Linked DNA regions of Mus musculus: region 2 is linked to region 1. The links are chromatin contacts, called in public Hi-C maps. All regions are on one chromosome and are shown on one strand. The core of a region is the stretch at or near the end of the contact, and the rest is flanking DNA. Distances in the headings are between cores, read along the strand shown. Region 1 overlaps Smyd3 (SET and MYND domain containing 3). Region 2 overlaps Smyd3 (SET and MYND domain containing 3).

Region 1 (6,885 bases), core at 1,351-3,850:
TAACATTCCAGCTCCTGTTTGTGACGAGTAACGGAAGCCTTCACATAGAGAGCTTTCTCAGTGCCCTGCCAACCCATGTTCTTGCACTGAGAAAGAGGTTTTTATATTAGCTTACTTCAAAAAAGAAACCCTTATACATTCCAGTTTATGAACACTTACTAACACTAAGTTTTTACTTTCAATGTCATCTGGAATGTTAAATGGATAGTATAATGGTAATGGCTAGGGCCATATAATTTGGACATACAAAGAGTATAACCCAAAAAGAAAATAATTAAAAAGAAGCAAAAAGTAAGATCTTACAAGTTTCCTTAGGTGACACCACAGTACCCCTGGCACTGGGGACCCTGAGATGAGAAGAGAGAATCACAGCATTTTGTGTACCCCAAATGCCATTTTAGGACAGCCAAAGTTTGATGAGGACCTTATATTACAGCAATATAGTTTATACTTATACTGTTTGGAGCCAAAAAGATTTGATGTTGTCAGCATGCTGGGTTCCAGTGAAATATGCCCAGGACCCTGGCTCAGTGAACACCCTCTTTGGGGAGCTAAAATGTTCAGAGAATGCATTTGAGTCTGTATTTCTAGATCTCCCCACAGTTCCCAGCAGGTCCTGTGTGCGATCCCTTGCCCCTCTCCAGCCTTTCTCGTTGGGGGCTGTGAGGCCATAGGGACACCTCCACTCACCCTCTGGGGACGTTTTTTTGGAGTACCGTCAGACCTCTGTCTGGAAAGCTCTGTTAACAGTCATGCATGCTCAGTTTATAAGACGGTTACAAGGAAATGGAGGTGGGGGCAGGGTGCCAAACACAGCCAGAGCTTTTATCTTTGACATTACAAAGAGGTCTCTGGCCCGGGGCCAGGCTGGAGTTTACGGGAATATAAAATGCAGACATGTGCTTTCTGTTGGTGGGGCGCCAGGGGAAAGACGGGCCATGCAGCCAGACAGCACTTCACTTCCCTGGGATGCACAGTTGCTAAGAAGAGCATCCGAGTCTTGGTGGTTCAGAGCAGGGTCACTTGTGGCTATGAGGTAGGATGAAGAAGAGCCATGCCATATGCTGGCCTCCTCTCTTCCCAAGGTGAAAAAGGGGTGGCCCTGTCAACCCCATAGCCTGGGAGTGATGGCCTTCTGCAGTGACCCCTGCACCCCTCAGGAGCACCAGACTCCGGAAGTATGTGTCTGCATACTTATTGAAAGACAAGATAGACCTCCTCTACTTTTAAGCAAAGTTTTGATGTTGTACCCCTCAAACTGTGACATAGTCTTCTTGAGCTTTTTGTTCATTTGGCACGAGGTCAGAGGAGTCCGATGTGGCCTCATTAAGCATAAGGAAGTTCTTGTGGATTTGTGCATCCAAGCTCTGAAAAATAAAAGAGAGAAAGATAGATTAGTGTGCTACCAGAAGTTGCACTAACAGATATTAAGGCGTGGCTTCTGATTCCCTAATGACATAATTTTCTTTGGTTACCCCAGCGCTGACCTTCTTTAAAAGTGTCTCTACACTTGTGTCACAGGACTGACTGGTTATCTGAAATTGCAAGTGTGGGCCCCAGCCAAACTCACCACTTGTTTGGGGATTACAGGTTAAGTAATCTGATGTGCTTGTCTTAGGAGATAAACAAATGCCATAAGCTGCCTGGGTTTTGGCTATCACCCCTACTGACCGTTACAATCATGGATGTCAGGGGAAGCACACAAATTAAATACCCTTGGTCCAAGTCTGGGCTTGGCAACAGGCGGTGCCATGTTGAGTACAGTCTTTGTTCTGTGCCACATACTCTCTCTGTTCTGGCTGGGGTGGTGCTGGAGAAAACTCAGCTTAAAATAGAAGGAAGAAGGGGAAGAAAGAAGGAAGGAAGGGGCTTGCAATTTGCAGGACCACACATGCTCAAAGTCTCTACTCTCTGAGTCTAAGAACTGTCCTCAGGCACCGCAGACACCTATGTGACCAATGGACTGGAACGATTAGTTTCCATCTCCATGGTAACCATAATCGAGTTTTCACCGAGGCACTGGGTCTAGCTCTGAGTCTTGCAACTGACTGGCCAACAGCAGAGCTGGGAGCTGAGTCCCAACTCCTTGATGCTGCTTTCGTGGTTTCTGCCACACAATGCCTCGAGCCTGCGACCTAAAATTGTCCAGTGATCAATTCAGTGCTGGGGATCAAGCCAATGGCCTGGCGAGGGCTCTAGCACACAGCCAGCCCTCATCCTATTTTGAAATGTCTTTGGAACGCCTGCATCTAGCCCATCCTAACCTTCACCATCAGGATGTTGCCCCTTAAATCTGTTCTGTTGTAGTTTGAAGCAATTTCCTGTCTGTATGTAGAGGTGAGTGAAAGCAGCTGCTCCCAGTAAGGGACATAAAAAAGATTAAGGAGCAGAGAGCTGTGGTTTCAGTCTCCATTAAAATAAAACCTGTCCTGAAATTTGGGGCACGCAGGGGGCGGGGTGTACTTTATCTTCATGGCTGCCTGCATTAGGACAGTTTTCCTGTAAAAATCTTTGCATTTTTCCCAGAGTCTCAAACCTCCCACCTCGTGGTGTTTACAAAAGGAGACTGGCAGAACTCGGCCTGAGTCACATGCATTTACAGCCGCACAAGCCATCCGTTGGATAGTTTCTCCACAAATGTGAAAAGAATTCGTTTGAATGTGCCTTTGCGAGCCAAGCCAGTAGCCTCACGCTTTGTATGATCCCCACTGTGCGTTCTCAGGCGCTTGACTCTGCAGCATGGGGAAGATGCAAAGAGGTGCTCCCTTAAATATCCTCCCAGAATGTTTAACTGCCTCTGCATGTTGGTCCATCATGCCTGTTCCCTGCAGAATGCTGCCTGTAAAAACGGATCGTCAGCAGGCTCCACTGGTGTGGCTCAGCTCTCAGAAAGCCCCAACTTTTGTAGATGCGGGTGTTGCCAGTGTAAATGGCTTTGGTGGTTGCAGGAGCTTCGCTGTGACGTGAACGTCCCCTTCCTCCTGGAACTTCTCCGTCACTGGAAATTTAACCTTGAACCTGAGATGGGTTGCACGGACATTGCCTTGTAAAACTGTGTAGTTTCTACAAAGCCGGTTTGTGCCAGAGTGAAAAGCAGACACACCTTTGCTCCCTAATGCCTGATCGGGGCACACAGCAGTTTGATTCTGTCTTAAGTAGCAAGCATTCTTGCCTTTCCCTCCACACCCCTTCGTGCCCACTGTGCCCATTGGCTGCCGTGGGGTTCATACAATGGTGAATGCTCTGGTTTCAGCCTTTTTTCCCATGTTATGAAAGAACCGTTTTCTCCCCCTAAGTTAAACCTGGACTGCTTTCAGGTATTTTTGCCAAAGGAAGTGGAAATTGGTTCCAGTTGATGTTTCCTGTTAATCATAAAGGTTCTTGAATGAGCCTGTGAGCTAATCTATTAGTCCCAGTATGTTATCCATGAACCAAAGTACTGCAGTCAAAGACACTGAAGATTAGACTGTTCCCATCCTGGGTTTTATTTCAGGGCTCCCTGCCCCTCTCCAGAGGACAGGCATGCTATTTGAACCGTATGCTACTTTCTTTTTAATATAAAGTAACAGAGTACCCCTTCTTCCTTTTAACACACTGGAATTGTTGCCTCACTAGGGAAGTTTATAAGTGTTCCTTAATTCCGTTCCGATCCTATCCTCCTCCTCCTCTCTGATCAATCTAATTAGAGTTTACGTGGGGATCGGATAACAGGAAACACAGGAAGGCAGATCGCCCTTCTCTTTCTCCATTTTAATGAGAACCATCTGAAATTAAGCTAGCACAAGAGTTCCAACATCAAGCGCTTGCAAACCTAGCAAGTAGAGTTGTCTGTGGCTTCCTGTTGCAAGGTAAACCCGGATTGGTACCTCTAATGCTTCATCGGATGTTGCCAGCAGCCACTTCCCAAGGATGTGTCCAGCCACCTGTGCCAGGACCCTACCCTATTGAGGAAACTTGGCTCTCTCATTCCTGGTGACTACTGGCCCCTGAAAGGCACCGTGTCTACTTTGAAACCAGAGGAAGCCTCTGGCTAGTTGAATCCAGCTGTGTTGACTGGCATCTTTTTTTTTTTTTTTTTTTTTTTTTGTGGTTGTAAGATTTTTGTAGAATCATCTGTTTTTACATTCAAGAAACCAACTCTGGGGTATCAGTTTACCATCTTTGTAGCAGGGGTGTGTGTGACCTTAATCCATCCAGGGAGAAGAGGCTGGGGAACTTTGGGCAAGAGAACTTGAAGTGACTTCGGATGATGTTTAAGTAGAAGCCAGGGAAGTTCACTGACCCCACTTCCCAGCTAGCCCTTGCTGCTGTTGTTTGAGAATATGGATCCTGAGCCAGTGCGGGATTTTGTGTTTTAAATTGTGGCCAGTATCTGGGTATGTGGCAAATACCACACTGCAGTGGGAACATATCCTTCTCCAACATTGTTACAGTGGTATAATATCAGAAATGAGTCAAGGCAAAAGTATTGTAGAAGAAAAAAAAAACCCTCAACATTCAGTTTCCTTGGTTGTTACTCTCAATGTTGTTAAATTAAGTCATTGATTTTGTTCTTCTAATACTCTTAGCCATGGGTCATAAAAGTTACCATCACTCTCCTTGTTCATCCGTTGCGCCCACATGTTGTTAACTGACAGTGTGTTGCTATAGGAACTGTGAAGAGTGGCTTCCAGGGCTCCATGGTCAAGCTGATCCACAGGGCAGTCATTAACACCCTGGTGGAGTGCAGAAAGGGCCAGGAACTAAAGGGACAATGGGAAGACGCCAACACAGTGAGGGGGGGCGATAGAGGCAGAGGGATGATCAGTAGTGTTGCCCCACTCCTGTAGGTCTGCAGGTAGGAGGCTCTGTTTGGAAAAGTAGGCACCAGATTGAAAGACAGGCCAGACACATAGGTGATGCAGGGCACATAGATGATGCAGAGCACATAGGTGATGCAGGGCACAAAGGTGATGCAGGGCACATAGGTGATGCAGGGCACATAGGTAATGCAGGGCACAGAGGTGATGCAGGGCACAGAGGTGATACAGGGCACAGAGGTGATACAGGGCACTGTCTTAATCAGGGTTTGTATTCTTGCACAAAACATCATGACCAAGAAGCAAGTTGAAGAGGAAAGGGTTTATTCAGCTTACACTTCCACACTGCTGTTCATCACCAAAGGAAGTCAGGACAGGAGCTCAAGCAGGTCAGGAAGCAGGAGCTGATGCAGAGGCCATGGAGGGATGTTACTTATTGGCTTGCTTCCCCTGGTTTGCTCAGCTTACTTTCTTGTAGAATCCAAGACTACCAGCCCAGGGATGGCACCACCCACAATGGGCCCTCCTTCCTTGATCACTAATTGAGAAAATGCCTTACAGCTGGATCTCATGGAGGCATTTTTCTCAAGGGAGGCTCCTTTCCCTATAATAACTCCAGCTTGTGTCAAGTTGACACACAAAACCAGCCAGTACAGGCTCATAGGATAACTGATGGATTTGATGGAATATGAAGAACTGGGGTGGTCAGGAGGGAAGGGAGGAAGTAAGGATACTCAGGTTTACCTGATGGCAGCTCTCAGGTCAGCTCCCACTTAGCTATTTCCACATTTTTACTGATAGCTTCAAGACTGGATATTGAGGCATCCCAAGCTCTGCGGGAAGGTTGTTACCAGGGGCAGGACTCAGCTGGCTCTGTGCCATCTCAGTCTCCAGAATGGTCCAGTGGGAGATGGTTGCCAGGTCAGGATGCTAAGGGTAATGAAAAAGAAGGCTTCTGGGGACATTTCATGGGTTAGCCCTAGGGGGTGCCCGGACCAGTCTGATCTAATTGTATTTGTCAGGGTTCTGTAGATCAGAACCTGATAAAATCACTGTTTCTATTTAAAGATAGTTGATTAAATTAGCTTATGTAATATGGATGGACACATCCAGCAATGATTTTCAGGAACCAGAGACAAGAACATGAAAGTTGCTCAGCCTACAAGGCCTGTAAGATTTCTGAAACTTGCAGGTCTTCTGTCTACCCTGGAAACCCAAGAAGCTGGTACGAGAATCAGTGAAGGAATAAGTAACAGCAGCAGCAGCAGAGTAGATGACCTCACTACTAGTGAAGGCCAGGCCAACAAAGACACATTTTTTAAAAATTAAAAAATACCCTCCCTTTTTCCATCCTTTATCTGGGCTTCTGTAAGAAAGTGACCAATATGTAGGGATGAATCTTCCTATACCAATCAAAGTAGTCAGGATGACCCCTCCCCCCACCCCATATACATGCCCATAAACTGACTCAATATAGACAACCTTGCATTGAGACTCTCGGGACTCCTACAGCTTGTGTTCTGAATTATCTTTTGTCATTTATAGAAAACTTGTTTTGTTCTGTTTACTTTTGCAGTGCTGGGTATGAAATCTAGGACCATACACAAGCTAGGCAAACTCTTTACCGTTGAGCTGTGTCTCTAGCCCATAGTAATACATTGAATACTTTAAATCTATATAAGCATGAAATGAGAATTTTTCAATCTTCCACGGGCAAATGGGGAGGCACTTGTTCAAGCCCTTTTATATTAATTAGTAAAGCTACAATTCAAAACAGGGTTTCCTCTTTCCTAGATAAGTTGTCCGGAACGATTGAAAGTTTTATTCATGTGTTTGGATAAGGAAAAATAGAAATGTAGATGTATGCTTATTGATTTCATACTTCAGGATCTGGAAGATGAACATATTAGTTTTCTCTGATATTTCTACAATGAAAAAAAAGAAAAGGCTTAAGCTCTGCTTCCCTAACTGGCTTTTCTGTTTATATTACAAAGTTCTGTTATGTACCTACACAATCGAAAGTGTTGTCCCGTGGCCTGGTGCTAGGAGAGATGAGGCAGACGCCACTGTGGGCACAGATGTGAGG
Region 2 (6,885 bases), core at 1,268-3,767, 170 kb before region 1:
GATGTGTGTGGGTGTGACAGTCACTGTCGCGTCCGCTCTCGACCAGCAAGAACGACACGACCACCAGTCCTTCTAGCAGCAGTTTATTCAGTAAACTTCCGTCTTCATCTCTCTCGCTTCAACTTTTTCTCTCTCTCTACTCACGGCAAGCCACGTCACCTCACCAGGCATGCAGCTTCAGCTAATCAGGGCAGCAGGGGCATGTCTCCACCAAAATGGATTCGCCAGTATCCTGGTGCACCTGCGCAGCTCTCATGATGGTTGTGGCTTATTTTCAGGTGTATGAGGAAGTCAGGTGCAAGTCATAAGACTTAGCTGCAGTCCCTGGCGCCTTCTTGGGACTGCCGCCACACCTGCTCCTCACAAGTCACAACTTACTCTCTGCAAGAGAAAGTCTCAACTGCAGCGGCACACATATAAGAGTTTCTACTCTTATACACAAGTAGCCAAGAGAAAGGGGTCTGTAACCCTATAGGTGGAACAACGATATGAACTAACCAGTACCCCCAGAGCTCGTGTCTCTAGCTGCATATGTAGCAGAAGATGGCCTAGTCGGCCATCATTGGGAAGAGAGGCTCCTTGGTCTTGCAAACTTTATATGCTCCAGTACAGGGGAATGCCAGGGCCAAGAAGTGGGAGTGGGTGGATAGGGGAGCAAGGCGGAGGAGGGTATAGGGGACTTTCGGGATAGCATTTGAAATGTAAATGAAGAAAATATCTAATAAAAATTGGGGGGGGGGAGAAGCCAAGAGAAACATTGCAGGACTGGTTAGATCTTTTAAAAATTCTCAGAAGGTAGCTAGGGGCTGTGCTGGCTTACAGTATTATGATGGTTGTAGATACTCCAAAAATCCGTGACTTCCCTAGCTCTGGATAGTTGGCTAGATTCCTGGTACCAGCCATGATTTGCCCCTTGTTGGTCTTAAGTGCAATCAAAGATCTTTTGGTTAGTGCCAGGGTATGTGTGCCACTTCTGTACCCTTGGGGTTTTTGTGCCGCACAGCTCATTGTGGTTCAGAGAATGGAAGAAGTAGTCTTCCATATGGTTATCCAGAATGACTAGCCCTGAGAAATACAAGTAACATTGTACAGACAGAGCAGGTTGTCCTTGGATATTTATGAATACATATGTATGTACCCACACACATACGAACATGATGTACACACATGAACAACAATTAATGAAAAAGAGGCCATGGATTTGAAAAAGAGCAAGGAGAGGTGGTGAGAGAGTCTGGAGGGAGAAAAGGGATGTGGAGATATAATATAATTATATTATAATCTCAAAAAACAAAGAAGTCCTCAGAGATCTGGTCATGGTGGCCATGCCTGTAACCCCCACAATCCCGAGGCTGAGGGAAGAAGACGTTGACTTGGAGGTCAGCCTGGGGAACCAGGGGCTGGGTACAGCTCAGGTAGAGAGAGAGCCCTTGCCAGTGTCAGCAATTGTTTGCTTTGCAGCGTTTCTGGGACCAGCAGTGGGAGTGGTGGGTGGTGTCTGCAGATTCTCAGAGATTCCGCAGGGTGAGTTGGCTTTTGTCTTGGCTATACTTGCATGTGAATTTTGTCTCTGCGTTCCTGTATGGCACTTAGGGCTCCATGGAGCAATAGCCATTTCATCTTAGTGAGGAAAACCGGGAAGTAAAGAGCCTTAGAGGGTACTTACAGTGTGTGTTTTAAGCAAATTCCCCCAAGCTTCACACAATATTTCTATTTAGCAAATGTCTAAGATTCAAAACATTGAGGTGAAGGAAGAAGGGAGAATAAAGGAGAGCAACCAGCATTCCGTATTGCCGGGGAGTGTCGTCAAATACAGGCTTGTAAGTATTTCTCAGGCTGAAGGCTGGGGCAGGAAATAGACACAGAAGTCAAGGCCCCATTGTTCTGCTGTGTTGTGTTGGTGCTGGGGATGGACCTCGGGCCTCACACACACTAGGCAAGCTCTTCTGAGTCATTGCCTCCCAGCATAACTCTCTTCCCACTGTCTCTCCTCACTACCACTCCTGAGAGGGACAGCCATGGCTGCAGGGCAGCTCATTCAGGTCGCCCTGTGGCAGGCAAGTGACTGCCCCCCCCCCCCCCGCATACACACACCTGTACATATGCTGCATTTCATCCCTGACAATCCCTTTCATTTGGAAGATGTATGTTTGGGTTAAGGTTGTTGGTACTCGTCATCTGGGAATGCACTAGAAATCTCGGTATCGAAATGTTTAGCTTCTTAGATGAGAGAAGCCCTCTAGGAGAATGAGCAGACATCTCACTAAAGGGGAGAAAAGATGTCATGCCATTGTTTGGGGGATATAAAGACTTAAAACACACACACACACACACACACACACACACACACACACACACAATTATTCATGTTCTCAGTGGGGGAAAAAATCAGGAAGTTGCTGGCTGCATACAGGACAAAAGGGCCCTTCCCTCCTCCCACCAATCTCCCACAGTTCCTCCATCCCGGCCTCCTGGGAGGGAACCCAGGGCCTCACACTTCCGTGACAAGTGGGAACTGTCTCTCAGCAGCAAGTCTTTACAGTGTTTCTCATTACTGTCACTCCTGAGTGGACACAGCCATGCCCGTTCTCTCCAGTGTCAAGGAAGGGACTGGAGCTTTGCCTCGCACAGCCTGACATGGGCCTCACAGTTCAGATTGTGCGCGAATGCATTTCAGTCACAAAATGAACAGCTCCTTGAGAGAATGAAATTATCAAGCTGAGCTGCCAGGCTGGATCTGGCCTTCTGTTCAGCCAGGCTTGGAGAGGTTTCTGACTGTGGGTGAGCCTGCCTGCTATACTCCCGTTAAACAGAAGAGGGCGGCAGAGAGACTGATTAGAAAACCCACTTCCTTATTTGCTTCCCTCCAATGCAAGCTCTTGTGCAGTGTATACTGATAGGAAATGAAAATTGAAATTAGCACCTTTTATTTTTTTCAACACCAAGTGATTAGAGAAAAGTTTAAAGTAACACAACCCAGATTTCTTCCCGCCAGGCCCCCCCCCCCCATACTGATGTTGCCAAGAGGACTAATACTAGGGGATTTTGATGTTCACAGATGTGACAGTCAAATGCAATGGATTATTTGTTGCAGGTAAATAACCCTGATGGGTCTTGGCTTTCTCCTGGCATTCCATGTGCTTGTATAAAAAGCATGCACTCCCATGTGTTTTGATGGCTTATCGCAACGCATTTGCCCGCTGGAATTAAAGGGTCCCTAAGGAAAGCTGTTTCATTTCTTGCTAAGACAAAGGAACGTTAATGCCATTTGACTTAATTTTGGTTTGGCACTGGCTTTGTTTTTAAAATATTGTTTTTACAACCCTGTTCTTTTGATGATAGAATTAGTGTCTAAGCTGGCTGATTGGGTGGCTTTAGGCCCTTGACCTTTAAAATGTGACGTAATTGAAGTCATGTTTATCTGAGGAGGATGGTTTATGCTCACACACTGTACGTGAACTCTGGCTGGCTTCTCATTAATATTCTATCTTTTTTTATCTCTGGTCTAGGACAGCTGCATACCCCAGGGCTTCTTTCTGATATTTTAGTATTTTCTGGTTTTAAGGTTAAGGACAGTGAGTAGTCCTAGCAGGTAGCCCTTGCTCCACTGTGACTCATGGGGTCAAGTTATTGGTAGTCCTCCATAAGGAAAGCGAGGAGCCCACTGTGACATTTTATATTGTGATAAATTTAATCTATTGGTGGCTTGTCCTTACGGCCCCACTTTATAGATAAGCTATGAATGAAGTAACTGGTCTCAATGCTGCTTTCAAAGTGAGAAGTGTCATTGTCCAAGGGGAAGGGCATGTGGCATGGCCTGATGGCTTAGCGTGGAAAATGAGTGTGTGTGCTTATGTGACAGCCATGACCCCCTCAGGACCTGGGCTTCTAGCTTGTTTCTACCTACAGTATTCATGATCCCACCTGTCACCTCTCTGTACCCCTCCTCAGCCCAAAACAATACAGAAAATCAGTCACCTTTGCTGTCTATCAGTGGCCTCAGGTCTCAGCTCTGTCCATGTTTTGGGATAACTTTCCTATGAAATGAGGGAGTAGACAAGGACACCACCGATCTCTTTGATTGCATTAATGTATTGGTTATCATCGTCTTTGTCATCTTCCTTCTTCTCCTCTTCCCCTCCATCTTCTCCTTCACAAATCTATTTTATTGTTTTAACTGTATGATGTTCCGCTATGTGTATGTCTGTGCACCACATGTGTGCTTGGTGCCTGCAGAGGCCAGATGAGGCTATCATATAACCTGTTTTTTAGTTTGAATAGGAACGGCCCCCATAGACTCCTGTGTTTGAATGCTCGATCACAGGGAGTGACACTATTAGGAGGTGTGGCTTTGTTGGAGTAGGTATGGAGGAAATGAGTCACTGGAGGTGGGCTTTGAAGTTTCAAATTCTCAACCCAGGCCCAGCATCTCTTTCTTCCTTCTGACTGCCAGTCCTGATTTAGTATGCTCAACTACCTCTCCAGCATCATGCGTGTGTGCCTCTTCAGCCTGCATGCCACTGCACTTCCCACCATGATGACAATGGACTCAACCTTTGAACTGTAAGCCAGCCCCAGTTAAATGCTTTTCTTTTTAAGAGTTGCTTTAGCCAGGATGTCTCATCACAACAATAAAACCCTAAGACACCCTGGAACTCAGAATTTCACACAGTTGTGAGCTGCCACGTGGCAGCTGGGAATCAAACCTGGGACTTGCTGTCTCTGGATGGCTTTGGGATTTGTTAGTTTGGTCAGTTTGGTCCTCAGTTTAGGTTACATAACTGACTGAGGAAAGGTTGTCTTGATCTGCTATGTATTTCCTCATGAGTCTTAAGGTTTCTATCTCTGGGTTATGGGGTCAGGAAATAGGGTCTTGGAAAGTTCCTGGTGATGTTACTAAGAATATAGTAGAGGTAGGTTTGTAGGAAGAAATGAAAAAAATGAGGATTTAGATGGCATCAGCATCTAGAGCAGTTTTATTTCATGACAGAGAGGTGGCAAGGTCCCAAGTTCTGGCTGCACTGTGTTTGGGCCACAGAAACCAGGCACACAATGACTAGAGTTCAAGAGAAAGCAGAGTGTATCCTTCAAGCCGGGGTTTTTGTAGCTAAGGATAGGGGTTGGGGGTTGGGGGTGAGGTGGCACGGAATCAAAGGCTCAGACTCAGGGAGCTTGCAAGGATGAGGCAGTGAGTTTATTATTTCTCTGGGAGCACCCTTTATACCCACTACCTTGTCCCCTTGGTTCCAAACAAGCATGTCCTCCAAGCGGCAGTTCCTGATTGGCTGTCATCATCTGCATCACCAGTCTCTAGGCTCAGGCAGGCTTCAGTTACCTCGGGGAGGGTGGGGGTGCTCCCCACTTGCTGTTTTCTGAAGTTTATGCAGAATGGGTCTTGTCAGTGAGGCCTGCCATGCCTTCTACAGACAGGAAGTGGGTTGGGGCATTCCTTGGGGGCTGCCTGGAGGAATTAGCTATTTTCTTGAGACAGGCTATTAGTTTGAAACTGTGAGGTCTGCTGACTTTTTATCACCACCAGGTCTCTGGGGTGGGGGTCAGCAGCTTTCCTTCTGCAATCTCCAAACAGCTAGACTTGAAGCTCAGTTTAGGGCCTTGTTTTTCTTTGGGGGGGGTCCCTTTAGTTAACTGTAACCAACCTTCAGCAGGCTCAGATGCCAACTCAGCAAAGAGTAGGTTCCTCTCTGGTGTTCTGACCTGTGAGTTCTTCTTGCCTTCTTGGTCCCTGAACTTTTAGCTTCATCTCCTTATTTCAGACACTCCATCTATCTCCACCTGGCTTGCTCCTCCCTGCCGAGTGCTCTGGGAAAGCTCACAGTGTGCCAGCTGGAGGTCTGCACTGCCTGTTTCCCAGTGACCACTGTCCTTGTTCAATGTCTTGAGAAACATCAGTTTGGGGTTGTTTCATGTGGAAGGTAAATCCACGTCTCACTGCACATCCTGGCTAGGGACTAAAGCACCTCTGCATGATTTCTTAATGCCTTTCTGTCAGAGCTTCTCTAAGGATATTTCCCTCATCCTGATAACAGCTATGTTAGTGTTATAAGTTGGCACATCCCCTCTAGGAACCTCAGCAAGAAATGCCACCACAGAGCTGCCTGGCTACTGCCCTTGCTTCTGTGCCTCCCAAGAAGATGCAACAGGAGAAAAGATGACCACCTGATGTTAATGCAGAGTCAGTTCAGATCCCAGCAGTACAGGCAGGAGGAGGATGGGCTGATATAGGTTGGTTTGTTTGAAACAAGGTCTCATGTAGCCCAGGCTGGGCTCAAGCTCGATATAGCGGAGGATGCCCTTGAGCTTCTGCTCTGTGACTGCTGGGATGGCAGGTGTTCACCACTGTGCCGTTTTATGCAGTGCTGGAGATCCAACCCAGGGCACTCTGCACACAGGGCAAGCTCTCTGCCAACTGAGCCACATCCCCTGCCCAGGGTAGTCATCTGTGAGCACATATGTTTGTTTTCTACAATCCCTTCCTGAAAGTCAAGTATGACACTGTAAGGTTTTGCTTTTTTTTGTTTTAATTTTCCGTATTTCCAGGCGCCAGGAGATATTAAAACAACCCAAGTGGTCGTTTTAATCCCTGGCCCTGGGATGCTCACTATCCATAGGAGAACCAAATATGCAAAAAAGGAGAAGTCTATAAACAGTGTAAGGAAGCATGGGTCGGGTGGACTGGGAGTGTAGCTCTTGGTAACTGAGTGCTTGCCTCCCATGAGGGAGGAAGCCCTGGGCATGGTTCTGAGCACTGCCCTACTTGTAAGAAACAAAAGGTCCTAAGCCTAGCCAAACAAAGAACATGGCTTCCCAGTTTAAAGACCTTAAGCAATCAAAGGCCATCTATCTAATTCTTCCTTGCCTTTCAAC

Evidence for each region. Hi-C and Micro-C count contacts between places; a contact is called where the count stands out from the background.
Region 2: a Hi-C map of uterus shows a contact between it and region 1, with 3 times the contacts expected there. The contact joins two enhancer-like sites. A contact is called at or near these places in 2 of 484 Hi-C or Micro-C datasets (the HPC-7 cell line and uterus).

Annotation. Positions count from the first base shown.
Region 1 is chr1:179,055,921-179,062,805 of GRCm38.p6, reverse strand. The region is part of intron 8 of Smyd3 (SET and MYND domain containing 3); the gene reads left to right. Among named protein-coding and RNA genes, the nearest start is that of Gm31349, 270 kb to the left of the region's middle. Within about 2 kb of position 2,600, at least 88 of the 459 cell types and tissues checked have an H3K27ac peak or open chromatin away from gene starts, as enhancers often do. A contact at or near this core is called in uterus, where this site is marked.
Region 2 is chr1:179,228,158-179,235,042 of GRCm38.p6, reverse strand. The region is part of intron 5 of Smyd3 (SET and MYND domain containing 3); the gene reads left to right. Among named protein-coding and RNA genes, the nearest start is that of Gm31349, 96 kb to the left of the region's middle. Within about 2 kb of position 2,517, at least 46 of the 459 cell types and tissues checked have an H3K27ac peak or open chromatin away from gene starts, as enhancers often do. A contact at or near this core is called in uterus, where this site is marked.